Regions from separate parts of the Anser cygnoides genome. Here region 2 is linked to region 1. Evidence: chromatin contacts called from public Hi-C data. All regions are on one chromosome and are shown on one strand. The core of a region is the stretch at or near the end of the contact, and the rest is flanking DNA. Distances in the headings are between cores, read along the strand shown. Region 1 holds the start of IGFBP5 (insulin like growth factor binding protein 5). Region 2 has its middle 89 kb from the start of IGFBP5.

The links. A called contact is a pair of places that touch in the nucleus more often than the background predicts.
Region 2: a contact with region 1 is called in a Hi-C map of liver, with 3 times the contacts expected there. The contact joins the enhancer-like site here to the promoter of IGFBP5 in region 1. A contact is called at or near these places in 2 of 7 Hi-C or Micro-C datasets (both in liver).

Annotation. Positions count from the first base shown.
Region 1 is chr6:31,200,009-31,206,484 of Taihu_goose_T2T_genome, forward strand. IGFBP5 (insulin like growth factor binding protein 5) reads right to left here and starts at 3,863. Exons shown (of 4, transcript XM_048046987.2): 1 at 3,208-3,863. The coding sequence starts at 3,538.
Region 2 is chr6:31,289,704-31,296,607 of Taihu_goose_T2T_genome, forward strand. No RefSeq gene overlaps it. Among named protein-coding and RNA genes, the nearest start is that of IGFBP5, 89 kb to the left of the region's middle. Within about 2 kb of position 4,173, at least 2 of the 3 cell types and tissues checked have open chromatin away from gene starts, as enhancers often do. A contact at or near this core is called in liver, where this site is marked.

The DNA of each region.
Region 1 (6,476 bases), core at 2,613-5,112:
AAAGCCCTTTAATCCCACATTTGCTTTCATTTCCGACCTCTTCGCCAGCCAGGAGCACATCCTGTGCAGGAGCCCTAGCGTTTCTCAGCACTGCCGTGCCCAGCTTACAGAAGAGGAAACTGAGGCACGGTGCCCAGGAGCATCCTGTCCCCACGCGAAACATCTGGTCTGCAGCACAGCCAAGCCCGGCCTCCCAGCGCCGAGCTCCTGCAATATTCTTGCTGCCTTTCCACCTCGGCTATAAGGAGGAAAGCATCTGTGATTTTCAGCTCAGCCAGCACAAGTGCAGAAATAGATAGAAATGCAGTTTGATCTGGTCCTCGCCACTGTCCCAGAGTTGATTTCGCAGAGTGCTGATTCTTTCCCAGCGGTTCGCAGCTCAGGGCCAATTTTGGTCATTGATAGATCGGAGGGCCAGGCCAGCTTCCCCAGCACACAGTCCCTGCGCTGCTGGCCAAACTGGCAGAGGCCAGAAAGTTCAAGTCAAACTTCATTTCTTTCCTTGCCCCGTTGCTTAGTAACACGCCTATGAAAATATACTTTGTTCTCACACACTACCAGTTGAATGCCAAGAGCGTTTTTTCCCTCTCCCATCCTCAGGAATTCTTGATTTATTTTTTATTTCTTTTTCTTTTTTTTTTTTTTTTCAATCATGCAAAGCTCGGGAGAAGCCTGCTGGTCTGTTGCGGCTTCCTGCAGAAGCCTTCCCCGCCAGGGCTCACCTCCCACCTGCAAACAAAACCCACTGAAAAGAGCCCCCCTGCGGCGCTCGGGGAGCCCGAACGGCAACTGCAGGTGGTGCCGGGGGTTGCTTTTGCAACAAACCTGCAGCCTCTTCCCTATTCCTCTCCTTGTTCACTCAAAGGGTGCTCCCCATCCCAAGCTAACCAAAAGCAGCGACGTTACGAGGCGACCAGCCAGAGTTTGCAAGCAGAGCACCTGCTAAAGGACCAGGCTCCTTGGGCAGAGCGAGGCAGGCGGAAGGAAAGGAGGCTCACACCGGGAGCCAAGACACAAAGCTTTCTGGGGTGCCTTCGGTTCGCGCGAGGCGCCCTGCCTATGGGTGCAAGGCTCAGCCCCACTCTCGCAGCTGCTGCTGCCTTTTGCCTGCATGGCTTCACCTCCTGGCCACACCGCCTGCCTCCCGAACACACACGCACACGCGCAGGGTAAATAAACACGGCGGATGACGCGCTCGGGGATACTTCGCATAGCTCGGCCGTCAGCGGCTTCGTGCACGGCTTCCTGGGCTCCCGCACGGGGCAGCAGCTCCCGGCTTCCCCCTCTGCTCCCCACGCACCCCACGCACCTCCCCTCCCGGCCCTCACCCCATCCAGCTCCCTTGCAGAAGGCCCAGCTCTGTTTTGCTGTTTCTGGCCACTTTTAGGGGAGGGCCGGACAGTTTTGGTCATTTGGAGGGGGGAAAGTTATACGTCAATGTATATACGTGCCCACAGAAATTGGTTTTGCTCTGAAGGATGGAGCGCGACAGCATGACCGCTGCCTGCAAGCAGCAAAGGGGAAAAATAATAAAAGCACCAGGATTTATTAGGTGCTGGAAAGGAGAAACGGATTCCCATTGCGCCGGTATAAGCAGGAGCTTGCTAACAAGCTAAAATGACATTTTCCTGAACCAAAAAAAAAAGGGGGGGGGGGGAGCTTGGTTCTGTTTTCTTTCTTTTTTTTTTTTTTTCCAAAGTGCTTTCCTAGGTCCCCTGGACTCGCAGACCCCCCCCCCTGCCTCCCCTGCATGCCATGGCAGAAGGACAGAAGCTTTTGGAGGAGCAGAGGGGACCTGTCCCTGTCCCAGCCGCAGGACCCAGAAGTGGGAGTTAACCGAGCGGCCAAGCGAAGGAGCGCTTTCTGCCGTGCTTTTGTCACGTGCAAGGTGCAAGCAGTTCAGAAGCTTGGCTTAGCGCTGCTGCTACCGCGCCAGCCCTCGTGCTGGCTTTTAATGCCTTCTGTCTGACCGTCAGCGACACCGCCGCTCGTTTCTGCATCCACAGCCTCCCTGCTCCTAATGCACCTGCTCTCCTCACCTCCCAGCGCTAAAACCCGTTGCCCAACAAAGAGGTCCAGCAGCAGGCAGCCAGGAGGGGCAGGCGGCCGCAGCCACAAGAAGGAGGGAGGCTGAGCGATAAACCCGGGGGGAGCTGAGGGTTTTGGGGATGGGGCAGGTGCCCTGCCCAGAAGGACCCTTTTATCTCAAGTGCAGAGCCCAGCTTGAGCCCCAGAGCAAAGCGGAGAGAAAGGGGGTCCTGGAGAGGGCGAGGATGGGGATGCAGGAGAGATGTAAAGGATGCAACTGGAGAAGGACCGCGATGCAGCTGGGACCAGGAACAAGTTTCTGGGAGGTGGGGGAAGAAAACTTCTCTGCCGGGGATGGGACAACCCAGTGGGGATGGATGGGGGGGTGTGAGATGATGCAACGGGAGGTTCAACCGGGGCGCGGATGGGAAGAAGGACTGGAGAGGCGGTGGGGGGCACGGGTGGGCAGCTGAGGGAATGGAAGGGCAGCCGCAGAGATGGCAAAGCAGCTGGGCAGGTGGAAGGGCAGCTGGAAAAGCGGGAAAGCAATAGGGGGGTGGCAGAGCAGCCAGGGGAAGTGGTGGCGGTGGAGAAGCAGCTGGAAAGACGGGGGCTTGGAAAAGCAGGGGGTGGAGGGGCAGGGAGAGGAAGGAAGGGGGAAATAGCCGGAAGGATGGAAAAGCAGCCGGGGTGGGTGCGTGCGTGAGGGAGAAGTCAGGTGGAAAGACGGAAAAGTAGCTGGGAAGATGGACAAGCAGCTGGTGGTGGCGGAGGGGAATGGAAGAGCAGCCGGAAAGGCTGAAAAGCGAACGGGGGGAGGGGAAACGGAAGAGCAGCCGGGGACGGAAAAGCGGGGCCGAAAGATGGAAAAGCAGCCGGCGGGGAGGAAAAGCAAGCGGGGGCGCGGAAGAGCACCTGGACCGCTGCAAAACGCAGCCGGCGAGCTGGGGGAGCGGGGACAGGGAAAAAAAAAGAGCCCGGGGGGAGTGGGGGGGGGTGGGGGGGGAGAGGAAAAGCAAGCGGAGAGCTGGGGGGGGGGAGGCGGCAAGGCGGAAAAAGCAGGCGGCGGGGCAGGGAAACGCACCCGGGACCGGGGGATTAAAAAAAAAAAATAAATAAATAAAAAAGACGGAAAGGAGGAAAGGGAGCGAAGGAGGCGGCCGGCCGCGGGGCACTCACCGGCCTTGGCTTGCTCGCGGTAGCTCTTCTCGCTCAGGCAGACGGCGGTGCCGTGGAGCAGGGCGTGCAGCGGCTTCTCCTCGCCCTGCCGGGGGAGGCAGCGGAGCCCCCGGGCGCAGCGCTCGGTGTAGACGCCGCAGGGCTGCCCGGCGGGCAGGGCGCAGGTGAGGCAGCAGCCGCAGCCCGGCTCCTTCACCAGCTCGCAGCCCAGGGGAGGCGGAGGGCAGAGGGACAGCGCCTTGCCGTCGCAAGGCTCGCACTGCACGAAGGAGCCCAGGCACCGCGACAGCCCCGGGCAGGCGCCCAGCAGCACCAGGAGCCGCAGCAGCATCGCGCCGGGGGGATGCTGCGGGACGGGGAGCGGGGGCGGGCGGAGCTCGCTTACCCGCTCGGGCCCCCTCCGGGGGGCTCGGAGGTGGTGGTGGGGGGGGTGTTGTGGGGTCGGGGGGGGAGCGGAGAAAATCGGCGAATTCAAAAAAGAAAAAGGGCGGAAAGCGCAGCCCCCGCTTGCCGGCGCCCCAGGCTTAGGGGGGTTATTGGCGGGGTGCGGGAGCCTCCCGCTTTGCTTTTGGCTGCGGGAGGGGGGGGGGGCGGCTAGGTTTGCTTTGGGGCTTTTTGTCTTTCTTGCTTTTTCTCCTCCTGCCGGCTTTTTTTTTTTTTTCCTTTTCTTTTCCTTTTCTTTTTTTTTTTTTTTCGCCTCGAAAGGGGGGATTCTCACCGCGATCTGCGGGAGCGCAAAAAAGAGAGGGGGGTGGGAAAGGGAGAGGGGAGGGGGGGGGGGGGAAAGGGAGAGAAGCGTGCGGGGGCTGCACGGGGGGCTGCAGCCCACAGGTTGCGGGGGGAGCCGGGGGAGGGGGTGGGGGGGGGACGGCGACTTCACGCACTCACTCACACGCACACGCACACTCTTCCCAAAGGGCTGGGAGGAGGCAGGTTGGGAAGGGAGCAAAGTTCCTTGAAAACCAGTGTCCTGCTCTTATTGCATCAAAGCAGCCAGGAGAAAAATAGTAATAATAATAAAAAATAATAATTAATAATAATAAAAAAAGAAAGCCCCGCAGGAGAAGGAAGGGGGGATGCAAAGCTCCCCTTCCCTCCCCCTTTCTTCTGCAGGAGGAGAAAAAGTCTCTCCCGACGCAGCGAGCTGCTGGGAAGCTTGGTATGAAGCAAAGTTGTGTTTCGATCGGCTCTGTTCAACCTCCCGCTTTCCTCTTCCAAGATTTGCAAAGGCAAAAAAAAAAATAAAAAATAATAAAACAGTGGGAAAAAAAAGCCCCCCAAAAAGGCAAAAAATAAAAAGAAAAGGCAAAAAAAAAAAAAAAAAAAAGTTTTCTGCAAAATTAGAGTGGTTGCTTGCAAAGTCTGCAGAGGAGCGGTAAAAACGGGGGGGAAGGAAGGGGGAAAAAAAAATGAGAAAAGAGGAAAAAAAAAAAAATCCACTTTGTAGATCTCCCAACACTTTTCCCCTGGAGAAGTTTCTAAAGAGACTGAATACTGCAGAACAGGCTGTCTTTTAAATAGACTGCCCCTGGCTGCCTGCCAGCCCCTAGCTGCAATTTGAGATCCCAATGACACCTCAGCTTGACTGGGTGCCAGCAGCCAGGGCCCTATCAGTGCACACTCGAGCCGGTGGGGGTGGGGTGCGCAGCTTCTGACTTCTGGGCTTCAAACCCCGGGCAGTGATCAAGGATAATATTATGAGGAGAGACAAGGGGAGGAGGAGGGGGAAGGGGAAGGCGAGGATGGGGAGGGGAAAGACAGGGGAAGAGAAGGAAAAAAAAAAAAAAAAAGAAAGAAAAAAGTTGAGATCTTCACGGTTTAAAAAAAAAAATTAAAAAAAAAAGGATAGAAGGAGAAAAGTGGTTGCAATTGGGTTGCGAGGCAGTTTGGGCTGCGGGGAGCCCGGGAGGGAGAGGTCAGGGTGCTGAGTTTGGGGAGGGAAGAGGGGGGTGCATTAGTAGGGCCTGATCCTGCTGCTCTCAGTCTCGCTTGGGGTGGAGACCCCCGTGCCCTGCCCGGGTGGCTGAGGACCCTCGGCGAGGGGGGAGCGGGTGCGTGCACCCCACCATCAGCTCCAAAGGTGAGATTGGCAGGGAGATGGCTGGGTGGGTGCCAGGGAGCTGCTCTCGCCCACCCTGCTCCCAGGAGGAGCCTTTGTGTGTGTGGCGTGCCCAGCTCTCCTCTCCCACCCGCCCCAGCCTGGGCGAGGGGTGAAAAGGCAGGGGGGGCTTTTCCCAGTGCCAGGCTGTGCCCCTGACACCCCCAAACAGCAAGGGTTAACGCGTCCGGACAGGGAGCAGGAGGGAGGGCTGGGCTGCTTGTAAGAACTGTGTTAGATTCCTCTTTGGAAAAGTTCGCTGTTGCTCAGGGCATGCCAGAAAACAAGGGGAATTTTGCCATGCGAAGTCCAATTTGCACGTTTTAGCTCATTCTTCTTCTGCCTCTCGCCCTGCACAAAAGTGTGTGTGTGTGGGGGGGGAGAAGTTTAAAAATAAAATAAAAAAAAGACTTTGCAGTGCTCATCCTCTGTCCTGGACAGCTTGCGGTTTGCTGCCTTTTGTTCCACCGCTGCATTCCTCAGCGTTACAGCTCTCCGGGCCCTGGTCCTTCGCACTTGCCTCCCTCAGTGCTCATTCATTGCTAGGAGTGGGGAAGCTGGAAGCGTGGCAAAGGGAATCTCCGAAATTGCCTCGTGCAGCCCGGTGGCCAGCCCAGGCAGCTGTGCGCAGGGATGTTACACCTGGAGGAGCGGCTGGGAGATCGCTCCCCAGCACAAGCCCACGGTTATCTACCGGGGAAACTGGAAGGCATCAGGCAATTCTGGGCGAGGTTCACGGGCAATTCAAGTCACCCCCCCCCTTCCACACATGCACACGCTCCTCCAGAGCCTCATATTCCCCAGGTTTCTTTTTAGATCAGGCAGCTATGCAGCTGCATTGCATGGATTTTGCCACTAGAATGCACCCTTATCTATGGTAAGAGGACGGGTGCTTGCTTAAAAACATTAACTCTTTCTTCACCAAAATTTCCCCGCTTAAGACTTTTTTTTTTTTTTTTTTTTTTTTGCACATCTCAGGTGTTCCTTGTTTTACTGCCTTCCTACCCCACGGGAGCTCTGCAGTAAGGATCAGCTCCCTGCCGTCCTTTTTTGACCCCCCTCTTTTCAAAAAAGGAGGCCACATTTCTGAACTTTTTTTTCTCTTTCTCTCAGCCAGCAGGTTTTCCAGAGGTTTTATTTGATCATACCTGAATCTCTGCTTAGATCCCAG
Region 2 (6,904 bases), core at 2,923-5,422, 90 kb after region 1:
GCCCATGAATGTATCTAGACAATGTGAATAGATGGAAAACAGTAATACAAAAGTTAAAAACGAAAAACAAGCAACAACAACAAAACCCACAGACAAACTCATTTTCAGATTATAAAGTCATAGAAATGGAACTGAGAAAAGCCTCCAGAGATCTGCTCATTTTGAGCTTTTTAACCTTTGGCAATATGACAAATGCTAATGTGACCACAACACTTTTCATTTACAGCTTACTAAAAAGAAGATGATTACCTGCATGTTCCTCTTGTTGTTTTCCCCACTTGGCTGCATGTTTGCATGCGAGAACATGAATTAGTATAATTAATAATTTGCAATCATTTCACAGCCCTTCATCTAACAGTGCTTCATGGACAACTGGATGAGAAATACTGCTCTACTGCAATTCCTTGCTCCAATGCCCTGTCACAAGCATCTAAAGCATCTTTCTTTCTTGATAGACTCACAAGAGGGGTTGTGGGAATGTGGCTGCTGCTAACAGCAGGACTCAGACTTTATGATTTCTTATAACCATTGGGGCTGAAAGAATGTGAGACCTCTGAGTGCGATGGTGGTAGTGATTGAGAGCTTTAAGTCAGCCCTGCCACCAAGAAAAGAAGATGCAAGATGATCAACAGGGAGGCCAGGGAAATTTCACTGGAGCAACCTCAACTGGCTTTTGAGGGGTGCATGGGAGACCCGTGCTTGGAAGGCAGCAGGAGGGAGCTGAAAACTGAAGGGAGATCAGGGGCCATGGTTAAGGCTGGTGGACATGTAGCCCCCACCTCCTCTAATCCCCAGGCAAAAGAAGGAGCAGCAAAGCCCCTCTTTCCCATGCTGCTGAGAAACCCTGAGCCTGTGCTGGGCTGCTCTGGCTCTCTAAAACTTTCCCTGTGCCTCTTTCCTCCTTTCACTTGCTTATCTGTTTAGCAGTCACCTTTTTCCAGTGCTGGGACTGGTTTGGGCAGTGGGTACAAATAGTGCCCAACACAACCAAGCCTAGAGGTGCTACTTTCCTACAAAAAAATAACAGAAGAATCTTTATTTTGGCTTCACTTCTCTGCCTCTGCACAGGAACCTGTGTCATCAGTGGGTCTGCAGACAGGAAAGATAAAGAGCTGAGCCTTCATATTCCAAATATCTATGTATACATTCTTTCCACAGGCTGTGCAAGTACCCCAGAAAAGCTCTTTTAGGGCTTAAAGCATTACTGTTTCAGCCTACACTGTCATTTAGTTCCCTGGGTAGTAGAGAAACTGGGAGTGGAGAATGCCAGATCTGGCTTTACTTTGGCCCTACAAACATATTAGTGAGTAGTGAAAAGTCAGGGAAAAGCATAAATCTCACTGCTGCACTCCAGTGCTCTGGGAGTTTTTCAAGTCCCTCTGGAATCAAGAGGCAGTTTGCAGTTTGGAAATCCAAATGTGCTTTGCTGATGGGGCCAAATTCGGTCTTAACACAAGGCCATGGAAGTCAGGGGAGTTTCATTAGGAAAGCGTTAGGAATTGCATCTCTGCTTTAGGGGCTATATATTAGGGGAGCTGCTGAGCCAGCCTGACTTTATAAAATGTCAGAAGTAATAAAGAGCAAGCCTCGTACCAGTGTGTTTTCACTCCTCACCCTGAGATTATCAGATCACCACTGATACCAAATCATTCCTGGTAGACAACAGTAAAAATGTTTTGCTCTGCTCTGCAGTCTGCTATGGAGCATCTCAAAACCCCTGCAGATTGTTCCTGTAACTTTATCACTTTCACCGCCTAATTAGCAAATGGTATTTTAGACCTTTCACTAAACGTCAGACAGAGCACAGGACTGAGCCATATGCATTCACACCAGTGCACCCCTGGAGCATGCTCACTTCTGCACAATCCCAATATCCCACAGAAATCTCACCGGCGAGTCAAGGTGGTAGGTGGAGAAATGCACCAGGGATTTACACTGCTGCACCCTGTCAACTTCTGCATGAGCAGTGTGGGTGTGTATGCTTTAAAAATGTGTGCACACAATTTTCTCCTTCAAGCCCGTACTGACAGCTCTTGCAAAGCCTGACATGAGGACAATGCAAGAGTTCTCATGCATCATCCTACACTGAGAAAGCAGAACACCGGGCTGAGCAGCATCTGGGATTTGGGAGTGTTTTCCCATTCAGGTGGGGCTGTGCCCCACCTTGGCAGGTAGCAGCTGTCCGCAGCGTGCTCCCTTTCGTTGCACAGGCCGTGACAAACTGCTGGCCCTGCGGAGGTCAGGACCCTGGTGAACCACAGCAGAGACATCAAATGCTATTCATGGCTCCTGCAAAGCTGCTGCATCTCAGACATCCCAACTATTTTAAATTTAAAACACAGCTTTGGAAGGCACGTCTCTCCTGCAGCATTCTTCCCATTGCACCCGTGCGCACGGGCTTGGCTTTCCAAACAACAGCTCTACTGAGGGGCTAGTTTTGTTATTAATAAGATGGCTGTGTTTATGTAGTTTTAAGTGATGTTAAAATTAAAGTGAAGCTATGATTCAGCTGACTTCGAGTTTTCTCAGCTCCCTTCCTTTGCACACACAGTTTGCCCTGCACTTGTTTGCCTTGGCAGGGCCCAGGCTTAGTAGTAACAATTTCATCTTCCATTTATAGGCATCTCACACCACGCTATTCTTTTAGAGCAGAGCATTTCTCGGAGCCGAGCAAGGGGGACATGTAAAGCCAGGCACGCAAAGGCTCAGATCCTTTCAGGAGCTCAGCTTCTTCACATGAGGAATAGCTTTGTCTCTGCCCTTTGGGAAAAATAAGTAGAAAAGGAAAAAAGAAAAAAAAAAGTCCCGTCTGACTTTGGAACTTGAAAAAGCAAAGGGAAGCAGTCACAAGCCTGCAATGTTTTATGTTCACTGTACACTGCCTGGCAAGTTTCCAGGGCAAATGTAGGAAAGCTGTAAACTGGTGGAGTTGGACAAACCAGCAGAACTCTTTTTTTTTTTTTTAATTTACTTTTTTTTTTCTTTTTAGATACTTAGACTTCAAGTAACCACTGTACCAGCAGCTCTCTCTTCTGAGAGTCCGTGCTTGCTTTCCCACCCAGACTTCCCAGCACCTAAGTGTAGTGCAACCCACAGAGAGTTGTCTCTTTCCTTTTAATTACTTGCCAGCCCCTCCTGCACTTTAGCAGTGCTCAAGCGTGGAGCTTTGGGATGAGTTGTTTCTTTCCTGTTGTTGTTTTGTTTGCTTTGTTGCGCTGTATTTTGTTGTGTTTTGTTTGTCTGTTTGTTTTGTTTTTAAACTTTTTAAAATTTATCATTTAGGGGGAGTGTTGTGGCAGGGATTTGACACTCTGGGAACCAAGACCTTGGGGTATCTTTCAGCTTTGCCTTGAAGTTCCACAGAAAAGGAAAAAAACATGAATGAGATCCTGACTGCAGCAAGGCTAAGGGGCACTGCAGCTACAGCATCACCTGGTGACAGCAGCCTGCCACTTACAAAAATGAGACTTGTCCTCTGAGAGTACCACTGAGTCCCCTCTGCTTTGTCTCAGCACAAATGGAAACTTAAGCCAAACATTTTCTTGCTTTGATAAGTGAATTGCAGAGGAGGGCAGAGATGCACCTGGAAGAGGGAGCAACATCCTGTGCCTGGAGCTTGTCATGCAAGTGATAAAATGAAGTGGATGAGGAATGAAGGAGTCCTGAGTGTGGGGAGGAGATAGTTTTGCATCAGCAAAAAACTAATTACCTTTGCACTGCAAGCATCCCCCTTTTTCAGCAGGCATCCTTCCTCACCACTCTATTCCCTACCCACTGGGCCCTGAATGCTGCCAGATCCTTGTCTGAGCACTGCTTGTGAGGGGGCTCCTGGCTCCCCAGGGTGCCTTCACAGAGAGCCCCACGTCCTCCAGCAGCCCCAGGAGAGGCCTGCTCAGACAGCAACCCTCTTGCAGGATCTCAGCCTGCATGGGGGCTATGGGTGACACTCCACAGGGCTCATCATGGGCCGTATTGCTGAGCATGAGAGGACAGCCAGAGCAGCGTCTCACCTGCCTGGTCTGGCAGGACCTCCAAATTCTGACGTCTCTGTGGTCGAGTCTGGCCTCCAAACCTGCTGAGTATAGAGATCCTTGGTGAAGTGAACATGGGCTCATCCCCTCCCTTTTCATTCAACAACATGGGCTGTTCCTGCTCCCCTCAGCCCCTGGGTTGGACAGCAAAAACCACAACAGCAAGCTGTGAGATGATAGAGAAATGACCAGATTTTGCATCTATCAGGAGGACAGAAAAAGCGCAATGTTCTGGGTAGCAGCACGAGACTGGCTGGGGTCCAGATGTACAGGCAGAGCTCATGGCAGAAAGCTCCTTCCCCCACTGTTTGCTCCCGGTGACATGTCCAGCCTTAGCGTGTCTTTCTCACTAGGTGACGTTCGACTCCTATGTCTGCAAGCCTGTTGTGTGACTCCCCATTCATGTCACCTCCCTGTCCCAAATCTGCTTCCCATTTGCCAGGAACCAGATTCCCTGCTGTTTCTGGTGGACTTTCTCTGAGCTGCTCAGCCATGACCCGGGCCTGAGGCATGTTGGATGGCAGCTCGTGAATCTCACACTGCAACGACTGACCACAAACTGAAAACCTCCCAGTGAAAGACTGCTCTTTAGGAGTGTGTTATGCTCCCTTCCCAAAATTGCTAGTTACTCAGTCACTTCTGCATAAACAGGAACTTTGTCCCCAGCTTCTTTCCAAGTGCTGCAAGGCCAGCAGCTGGCGTGCTATCCTATCATCTTTAGGACAGCATCATCCCCTGAAACATTAGAAATGTGCATTGCGTCCTGGCTTTCCAGTAACCAGATTCACTTGCACTTTCACTGATGTTTTGGTCCCCGGAGTAAAACTGCCTACATTTTGCACATAATTGGCAGGCCAGCGCTGCAGCTCTCCTCTGCTCACCCCCAGCAGATGATCTGTTAGAAGCTCTGTGGGGCAGAGGCAGCAGGAATTGTGCAGTGATGAAGTCACATAGGGCCTGTTTTAATTAAAGATGCTGCTTTCCCTTTCAGACTTTGCCTTCTCTTGGCGCGGCATGCTGAGGGATAGGGTGGGGGACAGACTCTGTCCCTGCTTCAGAGACCTGCAGCAGAAGGTACCCAGCTGCTCGCCAGAGCTGTGATGGTCCCTAACCTAGTGCCCTGGAGCTGCTGCTTGCTGTGAATCCTGGATGCTCTTTTGCTTCTGTAAAAGGTGGGCCTGAAGGCTGAGGACCACTCTCTGCATGCAGGATGGGTCCTGGGGGTCCCTCGCCATGCCCTGTCAGCAGCCCTGCCTCTCCAAAGCACATCTTGCAAAGCATACACTGCCACCTCAGACAGCTGCCCTCTTGCTTTTTGTCTGGGATGCTGTTACTCTTTAGGGATTTGGGGGGCAGAAAAATGCCTGATGCAGTTCAGAAGTTACTTCCCAGGGATATTTCTTAGCAGCTCTGAAGTTATGTGCAGCAGTTCAATGCATTCTCTTTCTACGTGTCTGGAATAGGTATGTTCCCTGTGTCTGGTTCATTTTGTCTGAGACAAGGGCATGGGGCCCTTAGGTGGGTTAATTTATAATTCCTAACCTAGGTGCTGCTAGTGGCCTGGATCATTCCCTTAATCTTTTAGCATAGGAGAACGGGATAATGAAAGTCTCCTTCTGCAGCAAGTTTCAGAGGGTGGTCTGGGTTGCTCACCTGGAGCTGTTGGCATCCTCTTCACATCAGGGAGAAATGGCACAAAATATTCTTGAAGGCTGTGTAATTTCAGAGGTCAGAGAACAGACTGGGGCTCCTTCCCCCTCCATCCCTCCTGCAAGCATTAGGAAGATGTCCAGGAAATGTTTCCCTTCTGCACAGCCTCATTTCTCCAGTCCTCTTAGTCTCCTGTGGCCCCTTCACCTGCTTTCCTCCTCTTACATCAACTCTTCCCACCTCAACATTTCCCCTCCTTCCATCATTTCTGACCTCATCTGCCCTTGCCCTCTCCTTTAAATCTGTTCCTCTCTTCTCCCACCCCCCAATGCCTTTCTGCCTTCTAGCCTCACCTCTGGTGCATTCAATGGGTGTGCCAAGCCACCGTCTCCTTGTTCAGCAGCAGCCTCTGCAGCTGCTCTGACTTTCTTGGCTCTCTTCATTTTCCTTTTTTCATCCTTCCCCTGAACATCCAGAGATTGCAAACCTCAGAAAGACCCCCCAGCAGAAAGGTTTCTGACCCACTCTTCTGTCAAAGGGAGGAGGAGAGGTTCTCTTAGGGAATTTTTGGAGATGCTGTGTCAGCAGAGACGGTGCAGAAGCCCACGGCACTGCCCTGGGAAATCATTAGCTCCCTGTCTGAACTGAGCTAGGTGCTTTGAAGAAAGCATGTGAGCACTGTGCTCTTCATTAAATGCCTTGCTTGGGAGGACGGGAACTGCAGTGGGAAAAGGAATGGACTAGAAAGGAGAGACTAACTCAGGAAGAGCTGAGCATGTAGCAGAGGGATAAATAAACTTAGTCAAATGGGGAAGAGGCCTGACAAGACCTGCCAGGGAAAGGTTTGAGGGTCCAAATGAGAAACAAAGAGCTCTGTAGAGCTGGCTGCAATGTACGTGCATGAGGTGGTAGCAGAGAGTTCCAGTGAAGAGTACTACAAATGGGTGACACCCTGAATTGTGACAGACTTCTCTGTTTAGGAAACATTGATAGAAAACAAACAAACAAACAAAAAGTCATGTTCTTGTTTCGGTGAGGAGCTCTTCTGGCTTTTCATTATCCACTCTAACAGTAATGCAAATTAGAAAAATGGATTGCAATTGTCCTTTGACAGTTGGACCTGAGGCACCAGGGGTGGATTTTAATTGTCCAAGGCCTGACATTGAGTCTGTGGGAGAGCAGGGAGCTCAGAAATCCTAAACAGCAGCCTCTGTCCTTGGGAG